Regions from separate parts of the Macaca mulatta genome. Here region 2 is linked to region 1. A link is a contact called in public Hi-C data. All regions are on one chromosome and are shown on one strand. Each heading gives the region's core, a stretch centred on a gene start, on an enhancer-like site or on the middle of the called end of the contact. The rest is flanking DNA. Distances are from core to core; before and after follow the strand shown.

Region 1 (5,755 bases), core at 3,009-5,508:
TACAAAAAAGTTAGCTGAATGTGGTGGCGGGCACCTGTAATCTCAGCTACTTGGGAGGCTGAGGCTGGAGAATCACTTGAACCTGGGAGGCAGAGGTTGCAGTGAGCCTAGATTGTGCTACTGCATTCCAGCCTGGGCAACAGAGTGAGACTCTGTCTCAAAAAAAAAAAAAAAAAAAAAGAGGCCAGGCGTGGTGGCTCATGCCTGTAATCCCAGCACTTTGGAAGGCTGAGGCGGGCAGATCACAAGGTCAGGAGATCAAGACCATCCTGGCTAACATGGTGAAACCCCATCTCTACTAAAAAAATACAAAAAATTAGCTGGGCATGGTGGTGGGCGCCTGTAGTCCCAGCTACTTAGGAGGCTGAGGCAGGAGAATGGCATGAACCCGAGAGGCAGAGCTTGCAGTGAGCAGAAATCAGGCCACTGCACTCCAGCTTGGGTGACAGAGCAAGACTCCATCTCAAAAAAAAAAAAAAAAAGAAAAAAGAAAATAGCGACAATGAGCTCTAACACATGTCATATTTGGGCACCGTTCTACATTACTTACTTATATATGTATTCACAGTGACTCATTTAATTCTTATAACAACCCATCAGGTAGCTACTGTTATTATCCCCATTGTAGAAATGAGGAAACTGAGGCACAGAGAGATTGAGTCACACTTGCTCATGATCATATAGTTACTAAGTAGTAGAATGTGGGCGAAAGATTACCTAGGTGCTGAGGCAAGAGACTGAAGGCACAAACTGTTTCAGTATAATAAAGAAAATAGTTAGAATAAAAAGTCATAATACAAATTAGATATAGAGATGATCATGGACAATTATCAGTCATTATTATAAACATTATTAATCATTAGCTTTTAATATTACTCTTTGTTGCATTACTAATATAACCTAGGAATAACCGGCGGGTGTAGGGTCAGGTGCTAAAGGGACATTGTGAGAAGTGACCTAGAAGGCAAGAGGTGAGCCTTCTGTCACGCCCACATAAGGGCTGCTTGAGGGCTCCTTGGTCAAGCAGAGACGCCAGTGTCTGGGAAGACACCCATTACTTAGCAGACGGTGAAAGGGAGTGTCCTTTCCTTGCAGGAGTCAGAGAACACTCTGCTCCACCAGCTTCTTGTGGAAGGCTGGATATTATCCAGGCCTGCCCGCAGTCATCCGGAGGCCTAAACCCTTCCCTGTGGTGCTGTGCTTCAATGGTCACCGCTCCTTGTCCGCTTTCATGTTCCTCCTGTACTCCTGGTTCCTCTTTGAAGTTCGTAGTAGATAGAGGTAGAAATAGTGAAAGTCTTAAAGTCTTTGATCTTTCTTATCAGTGCATAGAAGAAAACGCTGACGTATGTTGCCTTCTCCATCTCTACTTCGGCTACCTAAAAGGGAAGGGACCCTTGTCCTGTGATCATGTGACTTGCTTCACCTTGTCAATCACTTAGAAGATCCATGCCCCTTACCCTGCTCCCTTATCTTGTATGCAATAAATATCAGCACGCCCAGCCGGTCTGGGTCACTACTGATCTCCATGTCTTGATGGTAGTGGTCCCCAGGGCCCAGCTGTCTTTTCTTCTATCTCTTTGTCTTGTGTATTTATTACAGTCTCATCTCCGCACACGGGGAGAACACCCCCTAAGCCCCGTAGGGCTGGATCCTACAGTAGAGCTGGAATTCAACCCCAGGAAATCTAACTTGGGAGTCTATTCTCCTAATCTCTGTGCTATTTTATTCCGTCAGCAAAAGATGACAAGTTTTGCTAAGAATATAGGGAGCCTGAGGTAGAAGAGGAATGTACCCTTGCACAGCCCCAGTCCCAGGCTCTAGGATACCCTTCTGGCTTCGTAAGCATCCTGCGAAGGTGCTCAGCATCACTTAGCACAACTCCCAGACGCAGAGGGCCCGGTCTTCGCTCTGAGTGCCCTGCATTTCTGCCTCACCATGGGGAGACGGTGATTCGTTTAGCTTGGAGCAGAGTCTTCAGCAGCCTTCTCAGGAGGCAGGATCCCTGCCCTCCCCGGTGGCTGAGGACCTGCTTTCACAACAGCACTCCGGGCTGGGAAACCGGTGGGGCCACTTTCCTAAGGTGTGTCTGTCACCTTAGACCTTCATGAACAGGACGTTTCAAGCAGAGAGCATGACATTTGCAAAAATTGAGGAGTGAGGAAAAGCTAGGCATGTCCATGGAGCAGAGAAGATAGTGGCTGATGGGAGGCTGCAAAAGGGAGGGAGGAGAGACGGTTTGGAACGGTAACCTAGGTCTACCTTTGATTCTTGTAAAAGGCCTGTACAGAGTACAGAAATGTAATTTTTTCCCTCTTTAGGCAGTGGAGAGCCGTTGAAGGTCATGCTGTGTTTTTCATGTTTACAGTTGCGCTCCTTAAGAAGCGTTTTTCTTGTCTTTACAGGCAGATTCTTTCCCAACAATTAGGAAACACTGCCATCATGTGGCTCGGTGGATGCATGATCCCAACTTAGGTTGCTGAATGTTCTATCCTATGTTTAATAATTAAACCAAAGAACACACCTGGGAATTCAAACAGCTGAGGTAAAGAATGTCAACCTGTCAAAAAGGACATTTTCTATAAAGTGTTTCAAAAAATCAATACCTGGGTTCCATGACCTGATTTCTTACTTTGCTTTCAAAATTCTAACCTGGCCAGGCATGGTAGACTGTAATCTCAGCACTTTGGGAGACCAAGGTGGAAGGATTGCTGAAGTCCAGGAGCTTGAGACCAGCCTGTGCAACATACTGTGACCCCCTCTCTACAAAAAATGAACAAATTTAGCCAGGCATGGTGGCGTGGAGCCTGTAGTCCCAGCTACTCGGGAGGCTGAGTTGGAGGATCGCTTGAGCCTGGGAGGTCGAGGCTGCAGGGAGCCATAACGGCACCACTACACTTCAGCCTGGACCAGACCCTGTCTCTGTAAATACATACATACATACATACATACATACATACGTAAAAAATAAAATTCTAACCTAAGTGTTTAGAGATTCTGATCTCAAGAATCCTTTCTATTCCCAGTGACCCCTTATTTTAGAATCCTGTGTTTTCTGTCCCTGCAATGGTTCCGCCCTTTCCAGGGCAGTTTGCATCAAGCTGTATCCAGGATATTTCTCTTAACTGTGCCAGATTTTGTTTCAGTTCCAGGATTGTTCTCCCTGTAGGTCCCACAGTTGGACAGACCTAAATTCAAATATTCACACCATTTTTTCCCTGTGAGCTTCAGTTACTGCATCTATAAAAGAGGCACGACACCAGCCGGGCGCGGTGGCTGACTCCTGTAATCCTAGCACTTTGGGAGGCCAAGGTGGTGGATCACCTGAGGTCATGAGTTCCAGACCAGTCTGGCCATGGCGAAACCCCATCTCTACTAAAAAATACAAAAATTAGCCAGGAGTGGTGGCATGTGCCTGTAATCCCAGCTACTCGGGAGGCTGAGGCAGGAGAATCGCTTGAACCCAGGAGGCAGAGGTTGTGGTGAGCCAAGATCTCGCCACTGCACTCCAGCCTAGGCTACAGAGTGAGACTCCATCTAAAAAAAAATAAATGAATAAAAGAGAGCAACAACTTCTTCATAGGGTTATTATAAGATGAAATGATAGCATGTGTAAACAGTGCCTGGCACATCACAGGTCTTCACTTTGAGAGAGTCCTGTTTCACCCTCTATCCTTGGGGGCCTGTTATTTTATTTATTTATTTATTCATTTATTTTTGAGACAGACTCTTGCTCTGTCGCCCAGGCTGGAGTGCAGTGGCATGATCTTGGCTTACTGCAACTTCTGCCTCCTGGGTTCAAGAGATTCCCCTGCCTCAGCCTCCAGAGTAGCTAGGAATACAGGCTCGTGCCACCATGCCTGGCCAATTTCTTTGTTTTTTTAGTAGAGATGGTGTTTCGCCACGTTGGCCAGGCTGGTCTCGAACTCCTGACCTCAGGTGACCCACCCATATCGGCCTTCCAAAGTGCTGGTATTATAGGCGTGCACCGTGCCCGGCCTGGGGGTCTGCTATTCTAAGCACAGCTCTGGCACTCAGTGGAAGTCTGTGATCTGATATCCGAGGTCTACCTGGTCCTAAGCAATGTTCCTGAAAACAAAACTACTCATCCCCTCAGGCTTTTGGGACCATCCATATTTCCCCGCGTTGGCGGTGGACCCCGGGCTCGGGCTCGCTGGGGTTTGCAATCCACGTGTCTCCCCTGCGCGCAGCAGGCAGCAGGTGCATGGGTGTGAGCAGGGCAGGGCCCCTCGGCATTCATTCCTCTCCACTCCCTCCCCGGGGCTGGGGGTTGTGTGTGTACATAATTCAATCCCCGTGGGACTGGTGTCTGGCCTCACCCGCGGCTTGGCTGATTGGTTGTTTCAGCTCGCCCCCGCCCTCCGTACCCCCGGCGTCCCAGGTGGCTCGGGCCCCTGTGGTGATCTCTGTTTACCGAGAGAGCTTGTCCAAGTTGGGCTCCATCGCTGCTCTCGCTCCCCTTCGGGGCCCCCGCCCGCCTGGGAAGCGGAGAGAAAGCCGGGCCCAGCCCTTCCTCGCCCTTCCCCTCCCCGCACAGCCCGGAGAGGTCGGGTAAGGGGGAAGGAGTGTACGTGGGACGGGGAGCCCCGGGCCTGGGGGATCTGGCTGTCCCCGTCCTGGTACCTCGCGCGGACCCGGGAGTTCCAGCCCTAGGCCTGGCTCCGGCTCCCTCTGCTCTGCGCCATCGCGCTCGGGGTGACCCGCCCACCCCGGGGGAGCAGCCAGAGGCTGGATCTCAGGGATGCCAGCTTCCCAGCGGAAGCACAGGCGTAGAGGCTTCTCTCACAGGTGTTTGCCTACCCCCGCAGACGGCGATGACCCCCCAGCCCGCCGGACCCCCGGACGGGGGCTGGGGCTGGGTGGTGGCGGCCGCAGCCTTCGCAGTGAACGGGCTGTCCTACGGGCTGCTGCGCTCGCTGGGCCTTGCCTTCCCTGACCTTGCCGAGCACTTTGACCGAAGCGCCCAGGACACTGCGTGGATCAGCGCCCTGGCCCTGGCGGTGCAGCAGGCAGCCAGTGAGGCGGGCTCTGAGGCGAGAGACGGGAACGGGGAGGAGGGGCTGTGAGTGGAGGGATGGGAGACCCCCCTGATTACCCGACAACCTGAGAAAGGACGACCGGCTCTAGAAAAGAGTGCATCTTAAGGTCAAGGAGAGGAACCATTAGTTCGAGGGAGGTAAACAGCCAATGAGAGGTGTTGGAGAGAGTTTGGGGGCCCGGGGGCGTGTCTTTTATTGACTCCGCCCCCTTCCAGGCCCGGTGGGCAGCGCCCTGAGCACGCGCTGGGGAGCCCGCACGGTGGTGATGGTTGGGGGTGTCCTCGCCTCGCTGGGCTTCGTCTTCTCGGCTTTCGCCCGCAGTCTGCTGCACCTCTACCTCGGCCTGGGCCTCCTCGCTGGTGAGGGAAGGGGGATGCCCGGGTCATTCAGGGTGAACTGGGGACAGGAGCTTATGGGACTGGGGTAGCGAACGAGGCGAGGGCCTGGTGCGGAGAGCAGGACTGGGAATGCTGGGGAGGGCGTCCCCAGTGCCGGCCCACATCCCCTCCCATTCATTCGCAGGCTCTGGTTGGGCCCTGGTGTTCGCCCCTGCCCTAGGCACCCTCTCGCGTTACTTCTCCCGCCGTCGAGTCTTGGCGGTGGGGCTGGCGCTCACTGGCAACGGGGCCTCCTCGCTGCTCCTGGCGCCTGCCTTGCAGCTTCTCCTCGATACTTTCGGCTGGCGGGGCGCTCTG
Region 2 (5,901 bases), core at 3,003-5,502, 93 kb before region 1:
TGGCTATAGTTTGGCTATAGTTTGATACAGTAATACAGGAACTAAAAAGAAATGACTTAGGCAGTTGGTAAGGGTAAGAGAGTCCTCGGTAAGGCATCCCTTTTAACAAAAAGCAGCCCCCAAATCATTTCTCTTCTAACAAAGAGCAGCCTGTAAAATCGAGCTGCAGACATAGACAGGAAACCTGGACGCTTGGATGGGTGAATGGCGGCAGCTCTGCCAATCGGAAAAGGCTACCTGGGGCCAGGCATGTTCAACATGGAGGCTTCATCTTCCCTTTTATCAACCACGTGTACAGTAAAGGAACCAGCAACATGACGCCAGACAGGTAGAGAATCCATTTGCATAATAAAAGATTAGGGTGGGGTGGCCAGCTTCTTCTTGCATTATGTAAATAGCACACCTGTTTCCCCGTCTTTTGGGCCCTATGTAAATCAGACACTGCCTGGCTGGCTGGGTGTGGTGGCTCTTGCCCGTAATCCCAGCACTTTGGGAGGCTGAGGCGGGTGGATCACCTGATGTCGGGAGTTTGAGACCAGCCTGACCAACATGGTGAAACCCCGTCTCTACTAAAAATACAAAAATGAGCCAGGCATGGTGTGCATGCCTGTAATCCCAGCTACTTGGGAGGCGGAGGCAGGAGAATCGCTTGAACCTGGGAGGCGGAGGTTGCGGTGAGCCGAGATCATGCCACTGCACTTCAGCCTGGGCAACAGGAGTGAAACTCTGTCTCAAAAACAAAACAAAACAAACTCCAAATCAGACACTGCCTCCTCAAACTCACCTATAAAACCCCGTGCATTTCACCACAGAGCCAGAAGACCCACTGGGGAACTTCTCTCTCTCTGGAGGAGAGAGAGCTTTTCTCCTTCTCTTGCCTATTAAACCTCTGCCCTTAAACTCACTCCTGTGTCTGCCCGCATCCTCAATTTCCTTGGCATGAGACGATGAACCTTGGGTATTACCTCAGACAACGCTGCTGCTTCAAAAGCTTAATGGAACAGACCATTTACCCCTGTTGTGCCCTGCTCAGCTCTGTCCCCAAAGCCACCAGGCACCTAGGCTGTGAGAGTTTCAGTCTTTATTTTCATTAATTATTATTATTTTTTTGAGACGGAGTCTCGCTCTGTCACCCAGGCTGGAGTGCAGTGGCACCATCTTGGCTCACTGCAAGCTCCGCCTCCCGGGTTTACGCCATTCTCCTGCCTCAGCCTCCTGAGTAGCTGGGACTAGAGGTGCCCGCCACCAAACCTGTCTAATTTTTTGTATTTTTAGTAGAGGTGGGGTTTCACCGTGTTAACCAGGATGGTCTCGATCTCCTGACCTCGTGATCCACCCGCCTCGGCCTCCCAAAGTGCTGGGATTACAGGCGTGAGCCACCACGCCCGGCCGAGAGTTTCAGTCTTTAACCCCCAATGACAGCTTGCTCAGGGCACACCCGGTCCCTCGTTAGTGCTGCTGAGAACCGTGTTGGGTCCTCGGGCTCCAGAGAAAAAACACTTCAGTTCATAGCCCTGCTCAGCTGTGGTCCTCAAAGTACATCTTCTCAGCATCTATCTGGTCAGGGGGTACCTTCAACCTGTGCCAAACCCGGCTTCCCTCACAAAACCTACCTGGCCTTAGCACTGATACAGGGTCCTAGGGACTGAATGTTTCTGTCCTCCCCGCCCCAAATTCATAGGTGGAAGCCCTACTCCCCAGTGTGATGATATTTGGAGGTGGGGCCTTTGGGAGATAATTACATTTAGATGAGGTTGTGAGGGTGGGGTCCCCACGATGGGATTTGTGCCCTTGTTGGAAGAGAAGGAGGCCAGAGTGCGCTTTCTCATCCACGTGAGGACACAGCAAGAAGGCGGCTGTCTGCAAACCAGGAAGTGAGCCCTCCCCAGACACTGGATCTGCCAGTACCTTCACCTTGGGCTTCCCAGCCTCCAGAACTGTGAGAAATAAATGTTTTTTGCTTAAGCCACTTAGTCTATGGTGTTTTGCAATAGCAATGCAAGCTGACTAAGACACAGGATCACGCGTTCTATTTCCTCTTCAGTTATGATGGGCTTCCCTCGGGCCCTTTGGTGCCCTTTCCCGTCAGCTGACTTTAGCTGAATAGAGCCATCTCTATTCATCACAGAGGTTCTAAGGACATTAGATCTCCAAAAGAAAGGGACTAGAGTCTCAAATTTCTTTGCTTCACAGAAGCTTTTTGGCCCCACCTTTCAGTGGCCTGTCTGCAAACCAAAACTGGCAAAGAAGGGCAGTCTCCCCCGAGCCACTGGAAAAGTCCTGCCTCCCCTGCCTGGGGTAGGCGACGGCTGGCTTCCCACTTACACAGATAAGGGCTTACAAAGTCACTTGCTAACTTGCCTAGACAAAGAAGTTATTAGTAACTTTTACATGTCAGCGTAGGTAAACAAAACAAGTTTAAGTTCCTGTAATCAGGCACCATGTTTTATTATTATTATTATTGTTATTATTATTTGAGATGGAGTCTCTCTCTTTCGCCCAGGGTGGAGTGCAGTGGCGCGATCTCGGCTCACTGTAAGCTCTGCCTCCCGGGTTCATGCCATTCTCCTGTCTCAGCCTCCGGAGTAGCTGGGACTACAGGCGCCCACCACCATGCCCAGCTAGTTTTTTCGTATTTTTAGTAGAGACGGGATTTCACCATGTTAGCCAGGATGGTCTCGATCTGCTGACTTCATGATCTGCCCGTCTCGGCCTCCCAACGTGCTGGGATTACAGGCATGAGCCACCGTGCCCGGCCACCATGTTTTATTATTAAAAGTTAATGGGGACCGGGCATGGTGGTTCACACCTGTAATCCCAGCACTTTGGGAAGTCAAGGTGGGCAGATCACCTGAGGTCAGGAGTTCGAGAACAGCCTGGCCAACGCTGCATTTAGTGTGTCAAAAGTAAAACTCGAGAAACTCTTTTTCAAAGAGTCTTTTAAATCTGGGGTTTATAAATGCAATCATCCTGGTTTCTGAACTCCATTTAATAGATCTGGGGATGAAACAGAAGCTATCATGGTCTCATGCCAAGCTGCTTCAACACCTTCAGGGGCTTCGCAAGCCTTTTTCCGACTCTAAGATGTGAACCAGAAAGTGTTTGTGATTCAAGCTAGAATGAGTTACAAGTTGGCAAAAGAAAGGTAATGAGAGGTAAGTGTTGCCAAATGGTTCTCAGGAGCTGAATAACTGAATACTCTTAGCTATGCAAGAATGATCTCCTTACTGTTTAATGTTTCACTTCAGCTACTTGGAAGTATAAAATGCAGATTGATTGCCCTCAAGTCATCTTCCTGCCTCAGCCTCCTGAGTAGTTGGGAGTACAGGCGTGCAACACCATGCCTGGCTAATTTTTAAATTTTTTGTAGAGACAGGGTCTTGCTATATTGTCTAGGCTATGAAGGTCATTTTATATATTATTTTATATTTTATTTTTTATTTTTTAGTTTTATTTATTTATTTATTTTGAGACGGAGTCTTGCTCTGTCGCCCAGGCTGGAGTGCAGTGGCCGGATCTCAGCTCACTGCAAGCTCCGCCTCCCGGGTTCACGCCATTCTCTTGCCTCAGCCTCCCGAGCAGAGTAGCTGGGACTACAGGCGCCCGCCACCTCGCCCGGCTAGTTTTTGGTATTTTTTAGTAGAGACGGGGTTTCACCGTGTTAGCCAGGATGGTCTCGATCTCCTGACGTCGTGATCCGCCCATCTCGGCCTCCCAAAATGCTGAGATTACAGGCTTGAGCCACCGCGCCCGGCCTATATATTATTTTAAACAATTTTGTGCATGAAACTGTTTCGACGGCATTTTGACTGAAACCTGTCACATGAGTCAGGTGTGAAATTTTCCACTTATAGCTCAGAAAATTTTGGATTTTGGAGCCTTTCGGATTTTGGATTTTTGGATTAGGGTTGCTCAACCTGTATTAACAAATAGTTGCGGTGCAGGGGAGTCTCTCTCCTTGCAGACTGGCACCTGCAGCTGTGACCACACGGTGGCGCTGCTATCCTGATGCTGGGAACATAAGCGAAAAAGAAAAAACCCAACTTCCTAAGGGCGAGAAAGTAAACTAGAAATATGAAATGAGGTTTAATACTGACCAGTACTTTTTAAAAACTTTGCCTTTTACATAAAAAATTGCGGTAAAATACACACCACATAAAATGTAACCGTTTTTAAGTATGCGTTTCTGTTGCATGCGGCACATTCATCGCCGTGCAACCATCCACAGAACTCTTTTCATCTTGCGAAACTGAGACTCTGAACCCTTTGAACAGCAACTCCCCATTCCTCGCCCACCAACCCCTCCCCCTGGCAACCACACCATTCTACTTTTTGTCTCTATGAATCTGACTACCTTAGGTAGTGGGATTATACAATATTTGTCCCTGTGTGACTGACTGGGTTATTTCATTCAGCATAATATCTTCAAGGTTTATCCACGGTGTAGCATGTGTCAGAATTTCTTTATTTTTAATTTTTGAGATGAGCCTGGCTCTGTCACCCAGGCTGAAATGCAATGGCTCAATCTTAGCTCACTGTAGCCTTGAACTCCTGGGCTCAAAAGATCCTCCTACTTCAGGCTCTTGAGTAGTGGGACTATAGGCACGTGCCACTACACCCGGCTGATTTTTAAAAAGTTTGTGTAGAGATGGGGGTTTTGCCATGTTGGCCAGACTGGTCTCAAACTCCTGGCCTCAAGTGATCTGCCTGCCTCGCCCTCCCAAAGTGTTGGGATTACAGGCGTGAGCCACCGTGCCCAGCCCAACTAACGTTTCTTAACAGCCTACTGTGCGCTAGGTGCTCTTCTATGTTGCAGGGACACAGCACTGAGCAAGTTGGTCAAAAGCCTCACTTCTCTGAGGCCTGCAATCTCAAGGATTCTACAGGGTCATTCACTAAATAGAGCATGTTGGACAGGTGCTGGGGGCAAGTGGGGAGCAGTGGAGATGAGGCTCAAGGGAGCCCTTGGGGTCCTCTGTTGAAATTCTGTCTATCCCGCATCACTGACTTCTACTTAGCCCTAGCTGGGAGAGTGGGTTACCAAATGCAAATGATTATAAAGCTGATAGATGAATCACATTGTTCTGTACTTTTTGATGAACTGTTTCTTGAGACTTTTCCAGTGTTTGTATAAAAACACTAGCTTTCCTCTCTCTTGATTCTAAGAGCAAAGTTGGGGAGTCTGGGCCAGCTGTGTGCTGGGTTCCATGCAGGATGTTAGAGACACAGAAATGAAAAAGCCACGGGTCCCGCCTGGCCTGGTGCAGCAGGGGAGACGGGCAGTGCACCCAAACAAAGATTACGGAATATGCCCCGCATGCAGGTGGCACCAAAGAGGGCCTGGTGAGCTCTACTTGGTGAGTCAGGGAAGGCTTCCTGGAGAAGGAGTTTACTCTCCTCTGAAGTCACTTCCTGGGAGATGAGCTGAAGGTCATGAGATGGGTGCCTGGACTCGGATTCCGGGGATTCAGCAATGAGGAGGCTGGAGATGAGCCGGGGTGGAGCTCAAAGGTAGGTGCAAGGGGTTTGGACCTTTCTTATCTTGTGCTGCTGAACAGAGGCAGGTCTGCAATGCCAGGGATACACCCCAGGGGTGCAAAGTAGCAAGAGCTTTGGTTCTGGAGTCAGATGGAACTGGGTCTGTGTTCATTTGTAGCGATATAGCAAAATGCCTTAGAATGGGTAATTTGCAAACAACAGAAGTTTGTTGATCAGAGTTCTGGAGGCTGGGAAGGCCAAGATCAAGCACCAGGAGATTTAGTGCCTGGTGAGGACCCATTCATCATAGACAGCAACTTCTTTTTTTTTTTTTGAGGTAGAGTTTTGTTCTTGCTGCCTAGGCTAGAGTGCAGTGGCACGATCTTGGCTCACTGCAACCTCTGCCTTCCGGCTTCAAGCAAT

What was found. Hi-C and Micro-C count contacts between places; a contact is called where the count stands out from the background.
Region 2: a Hi-C map of CD4 T cells shows a contact between it and region 1, with 6 times the contacts expected there. The contact joins the enhancer-like site here to the promoter of SLC16A11 in region 1. A contact is called at or near these places in 7 of 14 Hi-C or Micro-C datasets (CD4 T cells, blood, cortical neurons and 3 more).

Annotation. Positions count from the first base shown.
Region 1 is chr16:8,517,773-8,523,527 of T2T-MMU8v2.0, reverse strand. It overlaps SLC16A11 (solute carrier family 16 member 11), which reads left to right and starts at 4,258. Exons shown (of 5, transcript XM_015118415.3): 1 at 4,258-4,572; 2 at 4,830-5,037; 3 at 5,276-5,419; 4 at 5,583-5,755. The coding sequence starts at 4,836.
Region 2 is chr16:8,610,377-8,616,277 of T2T-MMU8v2.0, reverse strand. No RefSeq gene overlaps it. Among named protein-coding and RNA genes, the nearest start is that of ASGR2, 24 kb to the right of the region's middle. Within about 2 kb of position 4,252, at least 4 of the 40 cell types and tissues checked have an H3K27ac peak or open chromatin away from gene starts, as enhancers often do. A contact at or near this core is called in CD4 T cells, where this site is marked.